Linked DNA regions of Zea mays: region 2 is linked to region 1. A link is a contact called in public Hi-C data. All regions are on one chromosome and are shown on one strand. The core of a region is the stretch at or near the end of the contact, and the rest is flanking DNA. Distances in the headings are between cores, read along the strand shown. Region 1 holds the start of LOC100282180. Region 2 holds the start of LOC111591134 (AT-hook motif nuclear-localized protein 17).

The links. A called contact is a pair of places that touch in the nucleus more often than the background predicts.
Region 2: a Hi-C map of ear shows a contact between it and region 1, with 1.5 times the contacts expected there. The contact joins the promoter of LOC111591134 here to the promoter of LOC100282180 in region 1. A contact is called at or near these places in 3 of 25 Hi-C or Micro-C datasets (ear, endosperm and tassel).

Annotation. Positions count from the first base shown.
Region 1 is chr3:149,883,540-149,888,067 of Zm-B73-REFERENCE-NAM-5.0, forward strand. LOC100282180 reads right to left here and starts at 1,590. Exons shown (of 4, transcript NM_001155092.2): 1 at 1,352-1,590; 2 at 1,112-1,242; 3 at 218-322; 4 at 1-130. The coding sequence starts at 1,435.
Region 2 is chr3:150,025,736-150,030,390 of Zm-B73-REFERENCE-NAM-5.0, forward strand. LOC111591134 (AT-hook motif nuclear-localized protein 17) reads right to left here and starts at 3,023. Exons shown (of 1, transcript XM_023301998.2): 1 at 1,498-3,023. The coding sequence starts at 2,629. The coding sequence ends at 1,892.

The DNA.
Region 1 (4,528 bases), core at 340-2,839:
GTATTGGTACTGCTGGTGGAGAAACTCTTCTTCTTCCAGAGCCTCCTCGTGAGCCTCTACGATCAGAGGTTCAAACCAAGCTGCCCTCAGAAGGAGGCAAACACTCTCCTCAAACAGGTAGTCATGTAGGCTGAAGAAAAGAAACAAGCATCAAGCTCACATTCTACCTGAAAATTTTCAGCCACCCTCCCACCATTTCAGATGAACAAGGGGTTACCAGCCGTCGAGAGAGCGGTGCACGCTGAGGAATTCGAATGGATGCTTGCACTGTGGGCAGAGAGGGTTCTCCTTGTAGGATGCCCACCTCAAAATACAGGTCACACTGCATCCAAGAAATGGATTTCAAATATAGTGAACACCAGCTTTTAGTAAAAGAATCGTTACCAGATATAAAAGAGGTAAACCTAAAAACAGAAAAACACTGCTGCAGTTGTTCGGACTGCTGCAGCTGCAATTTATAGAGACAAAATACTGTATAAGCTGCAGCAAACAAAGCATCAGCTGTCATGGATACATCAAGGTGTATGCTGCTTGCTACCTCACACGGATGCGACAGTCAAACCCTATAATTCAATTTAGAGCTGAAAACCAAAAGGGTTGGTGTAACAAGTCAACAACCATTGGGTGTGCAATGTGGTTGGTTGGGCAAAGGGCGAGATGCACATGGCAACTGTGCGAAAGGATAAGTTCGAATTAATTACTAGTACAAGGAAAACACATGAGAGTGCTCCAGAATAAGCTCGCTGATGCTGGTGCCCTCTATTCCTTAGGTCTAAAATGATTGAATCAAACTACTCCATGTGTAAAGGCAATCAAAAGAAAATCAGCCTGCGAATCATAAGGTCAGGGCGTCAGGCTATCCTAGCACATGTGCAGGATGTTCTAAGAATTAGATGTGTAAGACTACAGCAAAGCACTTTTTTTTGGGGGGGGGGGGGGGGGGGGGGGGGGGGGGTGAAAGGTGCCATGTAGTCTCCCAAATCTAGGGATTAGATTGCTATTAGAGGTGGGGAATAACAAACAACCTAGACAAAGAATCGTAATTCCACCGCGCATCAAAGTACGTTATGCTGTAATCATCTGGAGAAAGGGGTAAGGGATATCAGCGAACCAGTAGGCGTGGTCGCAACCCTTGACGAGGGCCGTCTCCTGGAGCGCTATCCTGTCGAGGCAGATGGCGCACACCCCGCAATCCGCCGCCACCCGGTCGCCGCTGCCTGTAGCCACCGCGCCCACCGCCACCTGGCACAGGAGGAAAGGAAAAACGGACGATATGAGATCGAGCGCCGCACCGCGCGAGCAGATCGGGCGGATCCAACCAGGACCGGCAGGCAGGGGAGGAGCCACCCACCTCGCCGACGGAGACGCAGGTGCGGGCGGCGATCGGAACCTCGGAGGAGGAAGAGGAGGACGCGGCGGCGGCGGCGGCGGCCATGGCGGTGGGGATCGGGGAGGGAGGCGAGCGGACGAGGGGTCGGTCGGTGTCGGGGAGGGAGGAGCGGATGTGAGGGCAGGAAGGGGCGCCTTCGCGAACGAACGAGCGCGTCCGGAGAAAAAAGTGTGTGTGTGAGAGAGAGAGGCCGACCGGACGGATCTTCACGTAAGATGCCGCCCGTTTATTCGCTCCGGCTCCGCCCTCCGACACGCGTGAGATGCCGCCCACCGAGATTTTGTTTAGTTTTTAAGTTTTGTTAAAAACTGTTTTAAAAGTAGTAGTAGTAGTAAAAGAGTAAATTTTATATAAAAAAACTAACATGATCGACCGTGTTTTAATCTTTGTAACCTGGTCAAACAAACAGCAGCGATGTAGCAGTCTGTGTGTCTCGTACAGACAGGTACAGTTGCGTACCAAATGACTCGGGCCGGGGCGGCGAGGCCACAGGCCCAACGGACTATGCGTTGCAGCAGTCGTGTCCGTGTGATGCGATGATGTACGCGCTGACATTCACGACGAAGACTGAGCATGTGATGCGTGGTATACCCGTATACTTGGCTCCCAAGCTTGGTACCAGCAGGTGATGCGTGGCCGCGAGTTTTGACTTCTCTTCCGCATTGTTCCTTTGTACCGAATTTTGTACCGAATTGGTGGGTCGAAACGATTCCTAGCCGGATTGCTTCTCTAATTTATATAAATTTTAATTAGCTGGAATGATTCTGGATGTAATCCGACGTAAACGAACAAGGCCTTTAAGTACATGTCCATGCTATACCGGGAAAAAGAGGCAGTGTAGGGCTAGTTTGGCAATCCTATTTTTCTATAGGATTTCTAATTTCCCAAGAAAAAATGAACTAATTTTTTTAGAAAAATAAAAAACCTTGGGAAAATACAGTTTCTAAACTAGCCCTTAGATGTCCTAGCCCACAAGAAATATTTCATTGGAAAATTGATGAGTGAACCTCTACCGAACAATCACGTATCCCTGTCTCTATCTAAGTAATCCATTGCTTTAAACTTTATAAAGTTCATCCAACCAAATCACTCACATGCCTATAATATATACTAAATCTATCAAACAAATTACACCTAGTCTTAACACAACATGAAAGCCAACGCTCCAGATCGCTAAATAACCATCTCTACCTTACTCACTCAAATCTAATGGACAATATTATTTTGATCATCTCTCATTCCTTCCCTCCCCTGCGACCCCGCTGCCCCTAGCCTACCCCTCCCCCTAACTCGTGCCGCCGCCGCCATCGACCCCTTCCCTTCGTGGGATCGTAGCATTAGCACGAGCTATATGATAGTTATCACTATAATGACCAGATTTTGGCCCGGTTTAGGACAACTCTAGCTCAAAAAAATTAGTGGAGTTCGTGGAGCAGGTCATTAGGTGCTCCAGAAAATCATGGAGTTAGGGTTGTGAATAGTTTTTTTAAACTACTCCATGTGTTCCAATTTGAAATCCAATGCTCAACTTAAACAAGACCAGAAAATGGGCAAAACTTGGAAATGGTGAGCTATGTTCGGTTCATAGGTTTGAATAAGTTCAAATTGCCTTTAGAAACATTTCCAAGCACTTTAGATACGCTATAGATGTCATATATTGCAAAAGTGCTTTTGGTGCCCGTTTTGAGTTGAAAAAGGGAGTCTGAGTTGAAGATGAGATAAGGTATGAATCTTTGATTTAGACAAGTTGAACATACTCTAAATATGTTTGTCTAAGTAATATTAAAGCTTCCAAGACCATCCTAATCAAATTGGAGAAGTTTTGGCTGAGAAAGACTTCACCTTAGCTCTCGTACTCGTCTAGTGGAGCCTTGGACCGGTTTACCAGAGAGCTATTCACGCGGGCTCTAATGGCCCGACACACCGGCCCAATCTAGTGGCAAAATAGACCACTTTACTAGAGACGTCTGCCCGCTTCAGTGGCCTTGGTCTGATGCATCGGACCTTATCTACATGGTACTGTTCAGCCTCGGGTGGATTGTAGCTTGCTCCGTTGCTCATGCCCCCAACTTCCTAAGGTTGTCAGTCTCACCCTCGCGAGCTACTAGCTCTAGCCAACCCAGCAGGCCAGCACCAACAGGAGAACATCAGGCCTAGATGATTACCTCTCTAAATCGTTCAAGAAATCGGAAGTATTAAAAGATAAGAGTGTTCGAGTGGTATTGTTGGCGCTGATCCGGGCGCCAATCACTGCGTTGAGAACCGGCGGTGGTGCTCTCTGCACAGGCGCGGACGGTTCGCAGCCAGTGACCGGACGGTCCGCGACCTGGAGCAGGGCTAGAGTTCCCTGCCTGACGGGCCGGACAGTCCGCACGTGCGCAGGGGCAGCGGAGTTCGCCGATGGCGCCTGAATCTCGCTCCTGGGAGGGACCCCATCGAGGAGGAGAGATTCTAGGTGTTGTCTAGGGTCGGCAGGCCACCCTAGACACCTCTAATCGACGTAGAGTCAAAGAGAAGCGAAGAATTTGGGGATTGAGAGGCTAAACTAGAACTACTCCTAATGCATAAGGTAAAAACGAGAGATAAACTGATTATTGATTCGATTGTTGATGTTTATAGAGGAGGGGGCAGGACCCGTTACAAACCAATCTCCCAGGCTAATTCTGTGAATTTAGCTAACAATCATAGCAAGAAACTTAGAACCCTAACTAGCTCTGCGCGCGCGAGGACCGTCCGGTCGACTGTTTTGGTGTCCAACATATGTCCCCTGCCTTTTGGCGGAGCTGAGCGAACCAAAAACAACTAACACAATGTGATCACATCGGTTTCCTTAGGTATCTTGCCACATACTAGGATGATACTGCTTGAGGAAACGCCCGTTTAACGCCTTGGGCAAGTCTTTGCCTTGTAATGTTTGCAACAAGTAGGTGTTACCGGACATCACCTATATGACCTTATAAGGGCCTTCCCAGCTTGGCGACCACTTCCCAAACTTCTAGTCTTTGCTCCTTAGAGGCAAGAAGGTCTTCCATACCAGGTCCCCTACTTGAAACGATTTAGCCTTGACTTTCTTGTTGTAAGCTTTGGCAACCATGATCTTGTCCTTTTCTATTTCTCCTAAGGCTGTCACTCTCTTGT
Region 2 (4,655 bases), core at 1,773-4,272, 140 kb after region 1:
ATTGTTGAGCCATTCGTTGCGGCCCTCACCAGTATTGTTGCACGGTTCAGGAGGCCCTGTAGGCCCAATGAAGTCGACATTAGCTGCACCATCTCCTTCGTCCTCGACAATCATGTTGTGCATAATAATGCAAGCAGTCATCATCTCTGCGAGGTGATTACGATCCCAACCGTAAGCAGGTCCACGTAGAACAGCCCACCTTGCCTGCAAAACTCCAAAAGCTCGCTCAATGTCTTTGCGACAACTCTCTTGCTTGGTTGTAAAGTGAACCTTTTTCTCCTCAAATGCGTGGCGAATAGCTTTTGCAAATGTAGGCCAATTTGGATATATTCCATCTGCTAAGTAGTATCCGAAATTGTAAGTAGTCCCATTAATAGTGAAGTTCACTGGTGGCATCGTCCCATTACGTAACGGATCAAACACAGGTGACCGATGAAGCACGTTTAGATCATTGTTGGTACCAGGCATTCCGAAGAAGGCATGCCAAATCCACAAATCGTACCCAGCGACTGCCTCTAGTATCATTGTTGGCCTAGAATTGCGCCCACAAAATTGTCCGCGCCATGCAGTAGGACAGTTGCGCCATTCCCAATGCATACAATCGATAGAGCCTAGCATACCAGGAAACCCCCTCTCTGCGTTTACACGTAGTATGCGAGCAATGTCGTCGTGGTTAGGGATACGAAGGTATCGTTCGCTAAACGAAGATATGATTGCGCGACAAAAACGGATAAGGCAGTCCCTAGCGGTAGTTTGTCCAATCTGTATGTACTCATCTACCGCATCGGTGGGTAACCCGTACGCAAGAATACACAATGCTGCACAAACTTTTTGCAATGGACCAAGCCCTGCTAAACCTGTTGCATCACAACGAATAGTGAAGTATTCGTCTTCTCGCTGAACGGCACGAAGGATACGTAGGAACAACGGACGATGCATCCGAAACCTATAAACGAAAATAAACCAAAAAATGAAAAAACAAACCTACAAATGAAAGTAAAATCATAACTTAGGAAATGTACCTTCGACGAAAAACATGTGCTGGATACACAGGATTTGGTCCGAAGTAGTGATGTTTGATGAGATTTTCTCCAGCACCGTGGTCCCTATGGATGACTCGGCGAGGAAATGCGGAGCGCCTACGGCGCGTGCTCGTGTCTCCTTGTACAAGGTGCTCAACATGTTGGGCAAGCAACAAGGTTTCAATCTCATCGTCGGAATCGTCGGATGACGAGGAGAACACAAGGCTTTTCAATGACTCCATGACGACCTCAACTACGAGTACGAACTACGGACTTCTTATGGAATGGCGGATGATATAGAAGAGGTGAGTGTGTAGATGAGTGGAGCTAAACCCCAGGGTACCTTATTTATAGGTGCCCTAGGTGTGTGAAGGAAGCCAGACGGTCGTGGCTTCCGGTATAAGCCAGTCGTGTCGTGGAAGCCACTGGTGTCGTGTACTGGAAGAATGAGAATTTGTATTTCTAAAAACCATAAAATCGTAACGTATTAAAACTAACGTATTAATAGCAATTATTAAGTTCGCTAATTACATGTAGACCGAAAATGCCCCGTGTACTATGCAAATAATTAATAAAAATAATTTTAAGATTTCATGGTAGTTGAGTTAGTTGATGAGGAAAGTATATAATATTGGTGTGGTGGGGTATAGAGGATTGTTATAGGGGGAACCGCTGTAGAGCGTGGAGATATAGGGGGAGAGAGATTGCTGACGTGGCACGTGAGTGGGAAATAGGGGGACAAATTTAGGGGGAACCGCTGAAGACAGTCTGAAGGCACCGCCACCAAAAACGGAGGGAGCCGTCTCCGTGTCCGGGCAAAAGAGCGTCACGCGCCAAGCACAAGGACGCCATGCAGCTGCCAACTGCCTCTAGAAACGGGGCAGAGCGTGGACCGGTCCGCGAACGTGAGCGGGCGTCGGCTGCTGGCCCCACAGACCCACCTCTGGCAGCTGCTGCGCGTGCTGCCGCCCCACGACCACGAGGCCGCCGCCGGTGCCAGTGCCACCCAGTCCCACGGCCACCTGCGCGCGCATTCCCTCCTCCCTTCCACCGCCGCTGTCCTCGTCCTCCGCGCCAGCGGCGGGCAGCCGGTGCACCTGGGCGCTCCCGAACACGGCGGCCACCACGACCACCCCATCCGCGGCAGTCATCTCCCCCGCCAGGGTCCCGCCGATCACCTGCCCGCCCTCCCCGGCCAGCGACACCGAGAACGCCGGCGCGGACGCCGACGCCGACGACGACGACGGCACCACGGTCCCGGACAGCGCCAGCACCTCGAACCGCCCGTGCAGCGTGACCGCGGCGGAGGACGCGGCCAGGCGCAGCGTGACGGCGGCGACGGCGCCGCGCCCGCAGAGCACGGACACGCCCACGCGGCGGCGGCGCGCGAACGCCGCCACCGCGCCCACCACGTCGCACCCCGCCGCCAGCTCCAGCACCACGGGCCGCATCGCCGCCTCGCTCTCCCGCGTCACCACCACCGGCGGCTTCGGCTTGTTCTTGGACCCCAGCGGCCGCCCCCGCGGCTTCTTCTGCGCCGTAGCCGTCGCCGTCGCGGGATCCACCAGATCGGTGGCGCCGGACGACGCCGTCTTCTCGCCGGCCATGTCGGACGCCGAGGCTAGCTTCCTGCTGGACGGAAACGAAACACACTTGTGTTGTGTTTGTGTATTGCGAAAGCGAGGTGGAGTGGTATTTGTAGAGAGATCCAAGGGAGGGAGAGAGAGAGAGAGAGCAGAGGACTCGCAGTCGCAGTGAGAGAATGATCTCCACCGTTGGTTTGCCCGTGCTCACGGCTCTCGAAGCCTGCTGGGACGACGTCCAATCCCGTGGCTGCTCTGCCGCTTTTCGCCATGTGTCTCGTTCCGTCGAATCAAAATCTGAGAGGGGAGGCGTCGGCATGCAGCCTGGAGCAAGCAACGGTGTAGTCAAAGGCAGCGTCGGGGACGGCTGACCGCGGCAACAGCCTGCCTGCGACAATCATCCCCGTCCATGGCGTCGCCGAAATGGGTCGCTTCTCCGAACTTGGAACAGATGATCTTCAAGATTTAGCGTTCACGAAGATTTTGACCACGCATCCCCTCCTTACTATTCAAAATGGATCCCCTGGAATTCGGATTGAGTCGATGATGCATGACGGGAAGCAGGGATTGAAATCGATGATGCATGATGGGAAAGCAGAAGCCTCAAGATTGGCATCTTCTACCTGGCTGCCGTCGCGGTCGCGGCATGGCATGTTTCTGCGGCCCGCTGTATGCTGTCACTCTCTCTCTCTCTGTGCGTGCTCCTGGTCCTGATGGCTGCAGGCCGCGCGCAGTCCACTTCGCCTCGACGCGCAGCCGCCTCTCTCGCAAGGGTCAAAAGGCTGGAAACGTTGAGGCCGTAGTGCTCCTCGTGGCCTGCTGCAGCTGCAGTTTTCTCCGTCCCTGCTGCTTCTCTAGGTAGGCTAGTGTCGCGCGTGCTCCGTGGCCGCAGGCGCACTGAAGCAGCCAAGCCTGTACAGTGTACGACCACTCCACACCAGAGTATCTATCTATCTATCTGATCAGAACTCGACTGCCCTTCATGCTGAGAGCGTCGCCTGTATGAAAGGTTTGGAGCTGGCTGCTTTCCTTGGAATGCAAAATGTGATGATTGAAACCGATGCTGCGATCCTGAAGACGGCGTTGACCTCACAAGAATATGACCTCTCTGCTTTGGGCGTAGTATTCAAGGAAATAAGGAGTAGAATGATTTCTGAGTTTGCTTGCTGTATTGTATCTAAATGTCAAAGAACCTGTAATTTAGTTGCTGACTGTTTAGCTGCTCATGGAGCAAATTCAGGTGACGTTGACTCTAGTTTATGGCTAGATCATGCACCGGACTTCATTTGTAATCTTGTCTCCGGCGATGTGCCTGGAGCTGCTTAATAGCTATGGAATGCGTTTCCATTTCAAAAAAAAAAAGGAACTCGACCACGACCACTCAAAAGGGAGAGCAGCTTTCATCTAGCAGCAGGTGTGTATCTGCACCCTATATATAGAGAGATAGTTATGTGCTGATTTCCTAAAGTAATTCTCTGCAAAAATGAACTACAAAATGCTACAAACTAAAAAAAGTTAGTTTCACCTGGTCAACCACCTTCTATCTAAGGAATGTCCATGCGCATGCATCTAACACATAATTGTTATGTTGTTGCATTTCGAAGAAATGGTCACCAATAAAACCACATTACTTTTATGCGTTGGATGCATGTGTATGTGGACACATGTTGTGAATCCATGCACGTTGAGTGAACATATTAATGTCTCCAATTTATCTACCTAGTATCTCCAACTCTCTCCACTCTCACACAAATCCATTGCCACCATCATACTGTAACCTATTTTTTTCCTATATAAAGGTCATATATCTAGATTTTATCCTATTGTCAACGAACATTTTGTTCTTTGTCTACCTAATCTATTGGCCTTTATTTTGGTCTATCTGAATGTAGCTAGGTTATATTCATATTTTGGGCTAACCAGCAAGGAATGAAAGGTGCAATGGACCCATAAGGAAGAAAAATCACTGCCGCTGGCTGCACGCAAACAACTCTACAGCTTGCTTTAGATTGTCGACATGTGTCCGTGCACCAATCTCAAAGAAACAGAG